Linked DNA regions of Mus musculus: region 1 is linked to region 2. The links are chromatin contacts, called in public promoter capture Hi-C maps. All regions are on one chromosome and are shown on one strand. Each heading gives the region's core, a stretch centred on a gene start, on an enhancer-like site or on the middle of the called end of the contact. The rest is flanking DNA. Distances are from core to core; before and after follow the strand shown. Region 1 holds the start of BB014433 (expressed sequence BB014433). Region 2 holds the start of Arhgef10 (Rho guanine nucleotide exchange factor (GEF) 10).

The links. Promoter capture Hi-C pulls out the DNA fragments that hold promoters and counts their contacts.
Region 1: a promoter capture Hi-C map of neural stem cells shows a contact between it and region 2. The contact joins the promoter of BB014433 here to the promoter of Arhgef10 in region 2. A contact is called at or near these places in 6 of 39 promoter capture datasets (3T3-L1-derived adipocytes, cranial neural crest, embryonic stem cells and 3 more), 1 of 15 datasets of contacts at CTCF or cohesin (large pre-B cells), 3 of 484 Hi-C or Micro-C datasets (cerebral cortex, double positive thymocytes and embryonic stem cells), 11 of 115 datasets of contacts at active chromatin or transcription factors (the NIH/3T3 cell line, double positive thymocytes, embryonic forebrain and 4 more) and 4 of 9 other capture datasets (adipose tissue, embryonic stem cells, liver and 1 more).

The regions. Positions count from the first base shown.
Region 1 is chr8:15,044,491-15,051,873 of GRCm38.p6, reverse strand. It overlaps BB014433 (expressed sequence BB014433), which reads left to right and starts at 5,796. Exons shown (of 2, transcript NR_037972.1): 1 at 5,796-5,907.
Region 2 is chr8:14,908,695-14,915,366 of GRCm38.p6, reverse strand. It overlaps Arhgef10 (Rho guanine nucleotide exchange factor (GEF) 10), which reads right to left and starts at 3,704. Exons shown (of 29, transcript NM_172751.3): 1 at 3,604-3,704.

The sequences.
Region 1 (7,383 bases), core at 4,547-7,046, 130 kb before region 2:
ACTAAGACATCATCCATAGAGAAGGTGATGACCTTAGATGTGGACTGAGAGCAGCAGTGAGAAAATTCTGATTACACAGCACAAACTGCCTCAAGTTCCAGAGTCCAAATCCATACCCTCTTTATGTCTCCATCTCCAGCATCCATCTCCCTCTGTTTTCTGCCTCTGTACTACCCACGAGGACTTGGGGAGAGAAGGGGAATCAGTGCCTTTAGTCCCCATGGGATGTCATGTGTTTCCCTGTGGCCATTGGTGGGATGTGACCCCTTTCTCCTAGTCAGTCAAGCACAGTCCACAGAAAATAAATGAGGGTCTAGACACACTTGCTTTGGTACAGATATACAGTCTCTCTCTCTCTCTCTCTCTCTCTCTCTCTCTCTCTCTCTCTCTCTCTCTCTCTCTCTCTCTCTCTCTCATTTTTTGAGACAGGGTTTCTCTGTGTTGCCCTGGCTGTCCTGGAACTCATTTGTAGACCAGGCTGTCCTTGAACGCAGAAATCCACCTGCCTCTGCCTCCCGAGTGCTGGGATTAAAGGCGTGTGCCACCACGCCCGGCAGCTCTCTTATTCTTATCTCCACTATTATCAGGAACTAGTAAGGCAAATGCTTCAGTGTGACATGTGATGCCTCAGATCTTGGGTGAGGGTTTTCCTAACTACACAGGCTACCTTCAGCACACCCAGAAATGTGCTCTACCCCCACTGGAAGTGGGATGGGAAGGCCCAGGTTCTTGCACAATGATGAGGTATGGCTCAGACCACACCCAGCTTTTCCTAGTAGGTCGGTCTTCATTTTAAGACAAGCTTGGTTTCTACAGCCTGAGGTCACTCTCCCCGCCTGTGCACTTGGTGTTCAGCATTACTCAGTGTCTCTGTCACGGAGCCCAAAGGTTTTCCATATTTTGTAGATCAAAACATATCCTAGGAAACCCATCAACGGATCTCAGCAGCGTACCTTGTATCATGTGTGCAATCCTCTGGCACCAGCTCCAGCGTATTCAACCCAAGCTACGTGCCCGGGCCACAGCGGCAGGAAGCCCGGTACTCAAAGCAGCAGCAGAAAGCTTTCCCTAGGATTCCAAAGGTCTGTCTTCAGCAGGCCAAGGGGGAGAGTGTTCTTAGCAGACAGGAAGCCACAGTGGACATGAGGCCTAGTGCGTGATGGAGAGGAACACAGGCGGCTTAGTGTGTGTGTAGTTGTCTGGACACCTTTACACTCATACATCAAGCTAGCTCTCAGAGATGCAGCAAAATATCCCAGCAGCGTTTTAACATGGGAGAGTAGCCGCAATTCAGCACCAGGATAGCACACACTCTGACGACCTGTCTACACCAGGTGGCCAGGATTGCCTGGAGATCACCCTGGCATATACACCCCGCATGCCAGACATGCTCTGACAGATCCATCAATGTCAGGCACACTGTACAGGGTCAATAGGTATATCTTCTATTAAATGTAAAGGCTTGGCTTTTACTGTGTGGGTTCTATGGGCAGGCAACAGCCTTTAGAAACATCTGGCTCTGGCGTTCGCATTTATTTCTTGCAGACAAGGGCATATGTACATGCTCATGCTATTACATGCAAGTGTGCGTGCATGTGTGTTTGTGTGCACTTGGAAAATGGGGGTGGGGTCCTCAGTACCTTTGTCAATCATTCTTCGCCTTGTAGGGTTGTGTGTGTGTGTATATGTGTGTGTGTGTTTTGAGTCAGGGTCTCTCACTGAACCTGGAGTCCATTTATTCAGCCACACAGGCTAACCAATGAACTCCAGGGATCTGCCTGTCTCCGTGCCCTAACACTAGGCTCACAGAAGTGTGCCACAGCATCCGACTTGTATGTAGGTGCTAGGAGCCAAACTGGGGGACCTCATGCTTATGTGGCGAGTACATTATTGACTGAGCCATACCTAGCCCCACAGGGGGTCCATTCCTAAAATGGATTCAGTGAGACATGCTAAGGCAGAAGGGAGCTAGGTTTAGATGGAGAGCCCCAAGCTGGAATTAAGAGCACAGGCTCGGGCTGGTTCTGTTTGCTGATCTATTCTTGGAGCTGTATGCCTATTGAGAATCCCTTCAGCTGCCCTGGGCCTTGATTTCCTCATTGGCACCGTGGGAATCAGATTAGACACTCCTAGGTTAATCCCCAAGAGGCTCAGGGCTCAGTCCTGAATGGTCATGCTCTGAGCCTAAGCTTGCTGCACAGGACTGTGTGGCCAGCTGCCTGGCCCACGACAGGCTCCAGGAAACAGTAGCAAAGGCTCGGACAAGCTGTGCCAACAAGGATTCCATTCTGAAAATGCTCAGAGGCTCAAAGATTAGCAGCAATGTGCCATGCCACGTGTTTACAAGAACAGTGGCTGCAATAAAGTAAAAGTGGCATTAGGCACAAGAGTCCATTCTGCTGGCCCTGCCTATCCTGGCCAGGCTGGACGCAAACAGTGTGCCCACTGGGCTAAAAGAGAGCTGATAGGCTGAGGACCAACCCAAGCTGAACCACAGCAGTGAGCAGAACTCATACTACAGAGATCCAAGGGTAGCCCCTTACCTTCACCTCACCTGCGAGAGTGGACACCATGGTCCAGAGAGGTTTGTAAAAAAGCCAGGGAATGCTGTTAATGCAGAGCAAGGATCTAAATGATAATCTATTACTTCTGTTTTCTAGACCTTTGTGATGGAGCCTCCTGGGAGAGAGGGAAGAGGTGCACAAAGCCAGGCCATGGTCAAGTGTGGAGTTGGGACAGAACTCTAGCTCAGGAGGCTAAGGTGAATGAGCAAGTCTGAGCCAGTGTGAGCCAGTGTGAGCCAGTCTGAGCAAGTGTGAGCCAGTGTGAGCCTGTGTGAGCCAGTCTGAGCCAGTGTGAGCCAGTGTGAGCCTGTGTGAGCCAGTCTGAGCCAGTGTGAGCAGTACACACATGTAAGCCCAGTGGACTGAGCATCTTTCAGGGGCCCATATAGCTTCGACAAGATACAGTTAACAACAGGGATAGGAAGTTGACAGTCTTTTAAACATTGTAAATCACCAATAGCCACATAAAGAGCATCTGGAGCCTGGAGTGGTGGGGCAGGGCCATCCTCTCAGCCCTTGTAAAATGGAGGCAAGAGGATCAAGAGTTCAAGACCATCCTCAGGTTCATACAGAGTTCAAGACCAGCCTGAACCCCATGGGCCACATCTCTAAAGAACAACTAAATAACCAGCTGTAATCACTTCGAAGTCCCCGCCTAACACTAAACTCCGGGTTCACAAAGCCAGAATGCCCTTGCCTGCTTCCCTTGGCTTCCTGGGAAGGTGCTGCTGGTGCACAGAAGCCTGAAGCTCAGATCCTTCGCAGCCTCAACTGCTCCATATTCTCTGGTCACAACTAAGAACCATGGCTTCCCAGCCAATAGGAAAGTCAGCGTGACGGGAGATTCCTGTCTTAGGGTTAAGCCACTCTGAAGATTAATATATGCCACCCCCTTAACTCGGCATCTAATGAAGCCAGTTAATACCTGAGGGGTTCTTTCTCTGGGACAGGCTCATTCTCAGATATGGGCTCAAGGAGTCCTGTTCCCTATCTTAGTGCAGAGCAACTGTTATTGATGTGCAGGGACCCTGCAGCTCCTGTATGAATGCCTGCTGATTTGTTGCTACACCTGGAGCCCACCGGCTACGGGGAAGTGAGACAGACAGACAACAATACTGCCAAGAAAGTGTATGTGTGTTAGGGATGGGGTTGACATCCCATGATGCATTGTGGCCAGACACTCACCTCCCAGATCGGTGACCCTGGATGACATGCAGGTACAACTTTCTCACCAAAGAACGGGTGAGTATGAAGTGGAAAGATGAGTGATTTCTCAGGTCTTCCTCTCCCGCATGCCCCCGAATCAGTCATAATTAGGGGGTTGGTCATCTACAACAGAGCCGCTCTGAGACTAAAAAGATCGACTGTTAATAACCAGTGCATGCCCAGAGATCCAGACATCTGCCACCCTGACCACAACCAGTTGACCTACACAGCAGAAACACCCAAGAATGTGTGTCTAACCTTACACCCGTGGCTCACCGTGTCAGATTGATTGGTAGAGAGCCAACTAAGAAGCATGCCTCTGGATAGGTCTCTGTGTGTGTGTTTCAGGAAGGTTCAGTTGAGGTAGGGTGTCCCACTACAAATATGGGAGTGCTATTCCATGGACTGGGGTTCCAGACTGCATAAAGAGGAGAAAGCAGGCTGGTCAACAGCGGCCATCTCCCTCTGTTTTCTTACTGCTGATGCAAACCTCCCCTCCACTAAGAACTATGTATCCTCTCGAATTGTAGCTGTGTATCCTCCCAAGCAAGCCCTCCCTCCCTTAGGGCTTTGTCAAGTGTTTTCACTCACCAGCAAGGATCTGACATACTCACTAACTTCGAGCAATTGAGCAAATTATTTTCAAAAAATCATGAATGATCCTAGCACAGCCCAAAGAGCCCTTCTCTCCCTCTTCCCTCTTAATGGCCACTACTGCAGTATCACCTTTGTTCACAAGAGGGCACACCAGCCACCAGAAATCTTTTCTTCCCTGGGCACTCTCCTGGCTGTGAGCTCTTTTCAAGAAGAGCTCAACAATAGTGTGCAAAAGAAAGAAAAAAAGAAAAGTCTGGAACTTGAGTGTTGTTACCCATAATCCTTTTTAATGTGGAATAAAGTTCCATTACTCCTGACCCCGGGGCTGGCAAGTCACAGTAATTGTGTCTGACACATCCTGGGGCATGATAGGCAGCACTGTTTCTATGATTTTTAGAGGACTGTACAAACAAGACCAAGAAAAACCTTAGAAACCTTTTATTTTTCCTGTTGAGAGCTGCCTAGTTTGTCTACTTGCTAATCCCAGCTGCAGAGGAGGTTTTAATTATGAGTAGCTTGTTTTCTTCTGGCACAAAGAATGTAGGGTGGTATAGGGAGTGTAGGCTAAGTATTAGGAGGTAACTCCTCCAAAGAACACAGGGTCCCTTCAAGCCAATAGAAATTCTTCACTGGCCAGTAGACCTAAACCGTGGAGCCCTGAGCCCTACAGTTCTTTGTCAGCGTGCACAAAAATTACATCCTGGTTGTCAAGCTTTGGTTAGCAAGAAGACAACAACAGATGCCAAAAAGCAAGGTTGGTATATTTAGGAACTTTCCCAGGTCCTGTACTATGGGCTGGCATAGGTTTTTGGTGGATTTGGTCTTAGTACCCATTCTGGCAGGCATTGGGGCCTACATACCCAGTTTTAAGGTCACGATAATGTCTCTAACATGACATCAGATGTCCTAAGGTCTTAGGATGTACTAAGCTCTGGGGGCCTGTTACAGTAAGAGATGATCTACAAACACCCAGGCCTGGATTGTCACTCCCAAATGGGTCCCAAAGTCGCTTCAATCTGAGATGTCCCTAGCCCTGTCATATAAAGTATCCTTTATGATGATAAGAGCCCAGACTTGTACTATGACCACTCTGATATCTGCGGGAGAGGGAGGACTCCATACACACTTTAAAACCCATTCAGCACCCTGCATCTGATGTGAGTTTGTCCCATGACAGGACTTCAGAGTCAGGAAGCTGTGGGGTGTGGAGTCACGTGAGCTGTGGAGGTCCACCCAAGGACACTGAGAGACAGTGAGAAGCCAACGGGGCTTTCGAGATGGAACAGCCTTGCTCTACGTGAACCTAGACGTGGGAACAAAGGCTTCCGAAGCCTTGGAAACCATGGGGAAAGAATGCAGTGCTGACCCTGGGAACAAACATAAATTCCAGGTTCTAATAGAAGGAAGGTTCTGGGCGATGACTTCTTTGTTGAACCCAACATTCCCGTGCCCTGTTGACGCACCCCTCTACGGAGCCAAGATCTGTTGGCACAGCCCTCTGCGGAGCCATGCTAAGAACACCATGAACTACAAATTGAGGGTGAGCTCAAGCCTGCTGGTAAGAAACAACCAAAGAAACCCACTGTCTCTAGACTTTCCCAGAAGCAGAATTCTGTGCTGAAGTAGTTGACCCATACCTGTTAGCGCTACTTAAATACGAATACATTTTTATCATGTCACCGCTCATGTGACATGCTCGTAAAATCTACTCATCTCTCTGCCATGGGTCTCGTATAAACCCAGAAAGACAAAGTGATTCTAAAGATGGTAAAGAACTTCCCATTACTGCAGATGTGGAAACTGACCCACACAGAACCAGCAGCACCCTCACCTGCAGCTCCTGGAAACCCAAGTCTACCAAGTTTAGCCTCCAGGATACCCACAGACATGTCTCTTCACTGGACCAAGGTGTGAACAACTCCCTTGGCTTTTCCTGTATTCTTATGCACCTAGGCCCTGTACTGTGTAGGACAGGATGGGTTGCTGTTTGCAGACAGAGTCCTCGTAAGGAAAGGGTGCACAGATACACCAGTGGCAAGGATAACATACTTGATGCTCTTGACCTAAATAATAATCAGAGACATTCAGACAGACAGACAGTCTTCAGGACATTGATATTGAGAGCTGAATGGGCTATTGTGGGAACAGGTATACCCCAGAAAGTCATGATTGTGGGCAAGGGATAATTTCTATAAACAAAATGAATTATGTCTAGCATCTTGAAACCATCTTCCTTGGTCACAGACTATCAAGGGAAATGCCACCCAAGGCTGAGTGGGCCATTTGGGGATAAACATCCTGAAAGGGTTTTCTGGACAAAATTCTGGTTCTGTAGCCAATGCAATGGTTCTACATCTTGGTGAATACAAAGTCAAAGCAAATGCCAGCATGAAATGAAGTAGAAAGATATATTACCTGCAGCAGGAAGGGAAGGGCAGGCAACCATTTCCAAAGCATCCAATGCCTTCCTCTGGGGAAGTGCCTGGAGCTGTTCGGCAAGCCAACAACACCTATGCAGTGGAGAGGGGGCCCCATCCTGAACGTGCTTAGTTAATGCTGAGTTGAACTCCTGCGCATGCTCAATTTAAGGTTATCATTCAGAAAGAAAGATGTAGATGTATTTCTGGGCATGCTCTGGTTTATAGATAGGGCACATAGGAGCCAGGTAGCATGCTGGGCATGTGACATAAACCTTCTGAAGGCTGAGTTAATATAGGAACTTGCCTGTGATGGTGCCTGCTTCACCGCTTGCCTCTGCCACTTGAGGTTTCCTGTGATCTGATCACCAGTCGAGTATCAAAGATATATTATATATTATATGTTATACTATGTTATATATTATATCAATTATATTATATATTCTATGTTATATGTTATATTATCTCATATATCATATATTATATATAACCTCCTTGTTATATCTATTAATAAACAGTTATTAAATAGATGAGTGACTCCATTTGGTTACAATAACTTACAGTTTTATGCTTAGTAGATGTGATAGATGTCAAATGAT
Region 2 (6,672 bases), core at 2,455-4,954:
AATATTAAACCTAATAACTTGAAAAATATTCTACCTCTTCTCCCATTGTTTAGTCAAAATATAATAACAGTTGCACATCTCTAATCCCAGCGCTCGCTCAGGAGGCAGAGGCAGGTGGATCTCTGTGAGTTTAAGGCCAGCTGGTCTCCGTGATGAGCTTCAGGCCATCCAGGGCTCTGTTACATAGAGCAACCCTGTCTCTAGAAAACCAACCCAGCCCATAGACACCACTTTCCACTAGCAGATGCACGTTAATGTGACACAGGAAAAGCAAGAAACAGCGGGGTGGAGAGGGACGGACAACAACACTAGGAAAATTGTGGCCTTGTTTCATAAGCAATTTCTGAAAATTCACATAGAGAAAGAGGCAAAAGCCAGCCTGCAGGCCCAGCCACTGTGGAAGGGTCAGTCAATGGGGTAGGGCAGAAGACCTTGGAGAGGGCACACACAAGGCAGGCAGGGTTGAATGAAGGCAGGACCTTCCTAGGGTGCATTGTACCCCACATGTTTCTCCTATAGGTGTAGCCTCTCTCCAGAGGCTGTAGTTCAGGTCCCCATCCATCCACAGTCAAGGCCGCCACCTTGCTGCCTGCCCACAGATACATTCGTGGCCCATGTGCTGTCTAGTCTCAGTTCATTTCAGACCCTTCCAAACTGTCTTTCCTAGAGTACCCACCCCAGTGTATCGTCCCTAAAGCACATCTCCAGGGAACATAGCTAGTAAGATCTGCATTTCAACCCCAACAATAATTAACAGTACACCCCACTACCAGCCAAGCCAACTGTCCTCTGGAACGAACATCAATACTCTCTGAACATCTCCAGACATAACCTTCCACGGTGCACTTACTAGTTTGAGTCGTGCAATTCAAGGATGATGTGTTATACAACTGGGGTTTCAATTATGAAAATGGTTTATACTGTTATCTGCAGATGACATCAGCCACGGCTGCTGAATTTCCAATTTTCTCTGGTGAACACAGAATAGTTTCAGGTGTAGAGCAGTGTGTGTGTGTGTGTGTGTGTGTGTGTGTGTGTGTGTGTGTGTGTTTACACATTGCTTCCCAGTGAGGTCACACCTAAGCAGAACCAAGCCTAGAGTGGACAGTCACAGGGTTAGTGGTGACTCCATCAGATGACCCAGGACCCAGGCACACAGCCCCCTACCCACCCAGAAAGTCTCCATCTGGAACCACCAGAGCTTGCTTCGAGCCTCACGAAAAGGATCTCACCAAAGAAGAGGCACACCCGAGTACCAAGAAGATGCCTGCAGCAAATCTAGAAGAACCCTGGTTCAAAAGATGAAGGATGGAGGTGCAGCTTCGGAGTGGAGATTGTGCAAGCACGGAGGCCACAGCTCTAGGACAAGCACCTCAAAAACAAAACGTTATTTCTGATAACCGACTTTTACTTCTTCCCTCAGGACCTGAAACTCCCATCGTTAATAACTGGTCTGTACGGTGATGCGTCACCGAATGGCACAGCTCTTCCCTCTGAGAAGTCACGACTGGCTGTGTAACTCTGGACAGTGATTTCAAACAAGGTGACTCACATGTTTGGTACTGATGCCAGTGAAATGACAAAAAGCTCTTGGGGCCAGAAAGGAGTGGTAAACATTTAAAGAGAGACTTAAGTACAAACTTGAACAATCTTTTCTAATAAAAGTTATTCTTGGTAAAATAGGTATTTGAAGAGGAATCAGAAGGAAGAGCTGCGCAATTTGGTTCGTTAGCGTCATCGTACAGACCAGTTTTTAACGAAGGGAGTTTCAGGTCCTGAAGGACGAGATAAAAGTCGGTATTATATATATGTACACATATATGTGCATATATGTGTACATATATATATATAATTTTTGTAATATTTATTATTAGTTATGTTTCTATTGCCGTGATAAAGCACCATGACCAAGGCAGTTTATTTGGGCATCTGGTTGCTGAGGGATAAAAGTGCATTACTGCGGGGTGGGCGGAGCATGCTGGGATGGGCGGAGCATACAGGGATGGGCGGAGCATGGCACCGGGCACAGTGGCTACAGTAGAACACTGAGAACATACACCTGGAGCCACCAGCAGACATGCATGAATCGAAGAGGACATAATCTGAATACTGCACAACTCTGAAACGTCAAAGATCATACATCCTCCTTCAGGGCCGTACCTCCTAAACCTACCCAAACAGCACTCCAACTAGGAACCGAGAATTCAGGCATCGGAGCCTGTGGAGGGGGGCGGCATCCTCATTCAAGCCACAACACCTTTACCTATGTATTAATTCAGCATTTACTGGGGATCAAACCCAGCCTGCTGCATGCCACACCCCAGTCCTGCCTTCTTGTTTATATGAAAAAATCTCATTATTGGAGCCCAGGCTGGCCAGACTCAAGATCCTTCTAACTCAGACCTTCGAGTGCCAAAATAGATTTTTTAATAGTAACCAAGGCTGTGGGCGTAGCTCAGCAACAGAGCATTTGCCTGGCAAGATGCTCGGCAGTAGTAAGGAGCACCTGCTGAGTATGTGCGAGGGAGGACCTAGAATCAAGAAAGAGTCACCTGACAATGAAATGCTGTCCCTTGCCCAGATTCTAAACACAGCTACACAGCTTACTGTGTGGTCCAGCCAAAGAAAAGAAGGAAAGATTGCTGCCATTTGAGTCCAGAAGAACCTCTTCCTCCAGCAAAGGCTGTAACTGAGATGCATCCTACGTTAGAGTTCACACCAAGCATGTCTATTGCCCTCTGGGAAATCAAAACATGGTGTCCCACAGTGTCCAGGGTGCCCAACCACCTGCTTTTATTTACTGCACACCAGATCAGGATCTACCCTAATTATTGAGCAATGGTGGGTAGCAAAAAAACCTTACCCCAGCAACAACTTCACCCTAAAGGGGATCCTAAGGATCTTAATTCAAACATCCCAAGATGACTTCTCTCATGCAATTTCAGCGACCTTTCACCCTTTCACCCCACATCTCCAGGTCAGAGGCTGCAGGTCCCTACTGCACATACCCTTGAGCCTTACCCTCAGGCTATGGGACACAGTGATGCTGGGGACTGTCTCCTGTCTTGGCCGAAGATTCACTCAAGTTGGGCGGCTGCTCAATGCTCTGTGTCTAGGGACACCCATCGAAGTTGGGGGACTTTTTGCTGCCTTGTGTCTGGGGATAACCATTGAAAGGGAAGGCTGCATGCCGCTGAATCTATGCCTGAGAACACCTAGGGCATAGGTTGAGGGGCTGCTTCTGTCTGTGCCTAGGGGCCACCTGCAAATTTGTGGGTGCTTCTTGCTTCCCCCATGTCCATAGACACTCACTAAAGCGGGGGGTCGGGTAGGGGTTGCTGGGCCTAGAGAAGGAAACACCGGCCAGATTTGGGGGCAACTGAAACTGAAGTTGGGAGCTCCTTGCCGTCCTGTGCCAGAGACAGCGCTGAACTGGTGTTGGGGGGTGGTTACTCGCTGCCGTCTGTCACTGTGCGCAGTCCCGCAAACCCAGGGTGGGGTTTAGCTACTTCGGGGACCTGGGTAGAAGTGCAACTTTTAAAGCAAAGAAGCAACCCGTGCAAGCGGCCTGGGACGGGACTTGGGGTCGCCGTGCTCACTCACCGAGGGACCGGGCGCCATCCGCCGTCTGCGTCCGCCAGTTGTCCCGCGCCCCCCGCGCGCCCCGCGCGCCCCGCCCGCGATGCGCTCCCACCCCGCCCGCCAGGGAAGCCCCTCCCACCTCACCATGATTGGCCGGAACCGGCCGTGCTTCGTGCTCATTGGCCAGCGTTCCTGCCCGTTCCTCGGCCGCGCCCGACCCTCGCGCCAGCGCATTCCTGCGAGGCCACGTGGCCATCAGCCCCCCTCCCCTCCCCGCCCCGCCCCCAGCCTAACGCCCCGCGCCGTGAGTAGGAGGGATGCTGCCTACCTTGCGCCCCCGGGGACAGAGGGGGCACAGAAAGGACACCAGCTTGTAGTGCCCCAGAGTGGACGCTTCTCCCCTCAGACTCCTGGTCACTGGGAAATGGCGCGGGGCCAGATTGTGTCTCCCGATCATCCGCCCTCTGTTAGACACTGGGAGCTGCGCTGTCGCTGGCAGGGAACACAAGACAGACACTCCACCCATCGTGACCCCAGAGTCTGCTTGCTCTCTGCAGATCCTGGTCAGGGCTCCTGTGGGAAGGGGGCACTGAACAACACTTCACTCCATCTCTGGCCCTTCTCCCCCTGACCACCTCTCCCATCTTGGGTCCCACGGGCAGTGGGGCACAGAACGGATACCACACCCAGCATCCACTGTTCCTTACAGACCTACAAAGTAGGGGATGCCAGGAGAACAACCCATCCGACCTAGAGCCACCCTGCCAGCCTAGGCGGTCCTGGCTGGTCAGGGTCAGGGGCTCCTCGTCCCGCCAAGTACAGGAAATAGAAATGCCGACCAACCGTGACCTCAGCTCAATACCTTTCCAGGCGCTATTACAGCTTGCCTGTCACCGGGAGGCTCTTGTTTGCTGAACCGGAGTTCCAGCTTTCCATAGCTCTCTAAATGCAGGAAGCGATGCTGGAGAGAGCTTAGCTAGCCTTTCTGCTCATGGCTGAGCCTGGAAAGGGAGGCGCTGTGAAGACCAAGAATGTGGGCCTTGGTGATATTAAAGGCCTGCAGGTGTCTGCATAGAAAAGTGCTGGGATATTCTGGAAGAGCCCTTCTGGGCAGTTGAATGTGCTTAGCACGAACCTTTGTTTTGTGCATGTAGAGGGAAGCAAATCATTAAATTATTAAAGGAAAGCAACACCCATCAAAGTGCTAACTGGTACACGGCTAGGGCACATAGCAAACATGTTCCCATACTGGACTGTCACATCTCCCACCAACATGGTTCATAGAAGTTGCGGAAACCCCGGGGTTCTTAAGTCTCTAAGTCCACTCAGTTACAGAATGAGTTCAGAGAGAGGTTTGTTCCACAGTAAGTGTCTATAGAGCTGGTATGCTCTGTAGCTAGACATTTCTCAAACAGACTATGACTAGGTAGGTCAGATTATAGCCTAGGTACGGTGACACCTCATAGCTGTTTGGAAGTAGCATTCACTAAAGTTACAGGAGTGGACTGTGTTGAACTCTCAGACCTGTCTGAAATGACAAGACATTCCTGTTGTCTCTGTGGAAGACCTTTGGGTAAAGTACCCAAAGAACTCCCAGACTAGAGTCGTGAAGGACATTTTCTAAGGAGCGTTGTGAGAGGAAATAGGTCTGTACTACAGTGTTCTCCGCTGGAGTAGAGAGCACACAGCATCCTCTCTCCCCCCAAGGCTGTAGACGAGAGAAGGATTACATTAGGAAGCCTCGGGATGAAGCTAGTCAGAAAGGAGTTGGACCGGCTCAAGTCCTGACCAATCTATTATAGTATCACACATTACCACGTCTGTAAGTCCACAGGCAGGAATCTGAGACTTTCTGTTTTAGGTCTTCTTTGACCCATGGGATACTAAGAACAGTTAGTTAGGCTTCATTATCAAACACTGAGGGATTTTCTTTTAATTAGTATGTAAATGCACCCATAAATACATAAATATATGTGCTTACATATGTAAAGCTTAATTCCACTGTATGATTTTAACCTTTAAGCCTCATGACGACACTGCATGCCTGGTACTGTGAGCATCGCAGATGACCTGTGAGCACTGAGCTGCGTGTATAACAGAGTCAAACCCACACTCTGCATTTGCCGACGTAATGTTCTGTGGCTGTCAGTTGGGTCACGCCCATGGCCATTTGTTGATGTGTCAGATGCTGAGAATGGTGTATTACAGATGTCAACTCTCTCCACCCATTCGGCATTGCCCTAAGCATGTAAACAGCGTTACCAAGTAAACCAGCTGGTGTAAGGATGGGGGTTACAGAAAATACGCATATTAAAAATTTAGTATTGGAATCAAATGAAATAACTTTAAAGTTTCTAGAAGAAAACGTGGGAGAATATCCTACTGATCTCCTGAAAGGAAACAAAACACACGAAACTCTCAAAACAAAACAAAAACCCACTAAATGGCCTTAATCAAGACTTAAAATTCCCACTCACCTCAGGGCATGGTTAAAGTGAAAGGACAAGCCACACTTTGGGTAGATATTGTTACCACACTGTTAGGGATTGTGTGTGAGATGCACCCTCCCCCGCTACAGGTTCATGTGTTTCAGAACTTGGTCCCCAGTAGTGGTACTGTTGTGGGAAGATGGTGAATCTATAGAGTATGGGGTCTAGATGAAGGAAGAGGGTTAGTAGGAGGGTGGGCCTTGGGATATATATTCAAACCCTCCTCCCTGCTCTATTGATTGCTCAGGACCATGTAATTAGCAGCTACCACATACTCCCACCGAGGAGCCACCAATCACCATGCCTTCCCCAACACAGCAGACTGTGTCCCTTTAAACCATGAGCCAAAAAGCCCTCTTCTTTTAAGTCCCCTCTAGTTAGTGATCAGAAAAGAAACTAATACATACAAATACTTTTATGTCCCTCCCCCCATTGGTGCCTTTGTCCATTTCATGTTGCTGTGATGATGATGTCTAAGAACAGGCCATCTGTAGTAACCAGAAATCAGTTACTTATAGTTCTGGACATTACTTATGGACCAAGCTCTCCCATGTTCTAGTCTGCTCTCTACTTTTATGATAAGTGACTGAAAGCGACCTGG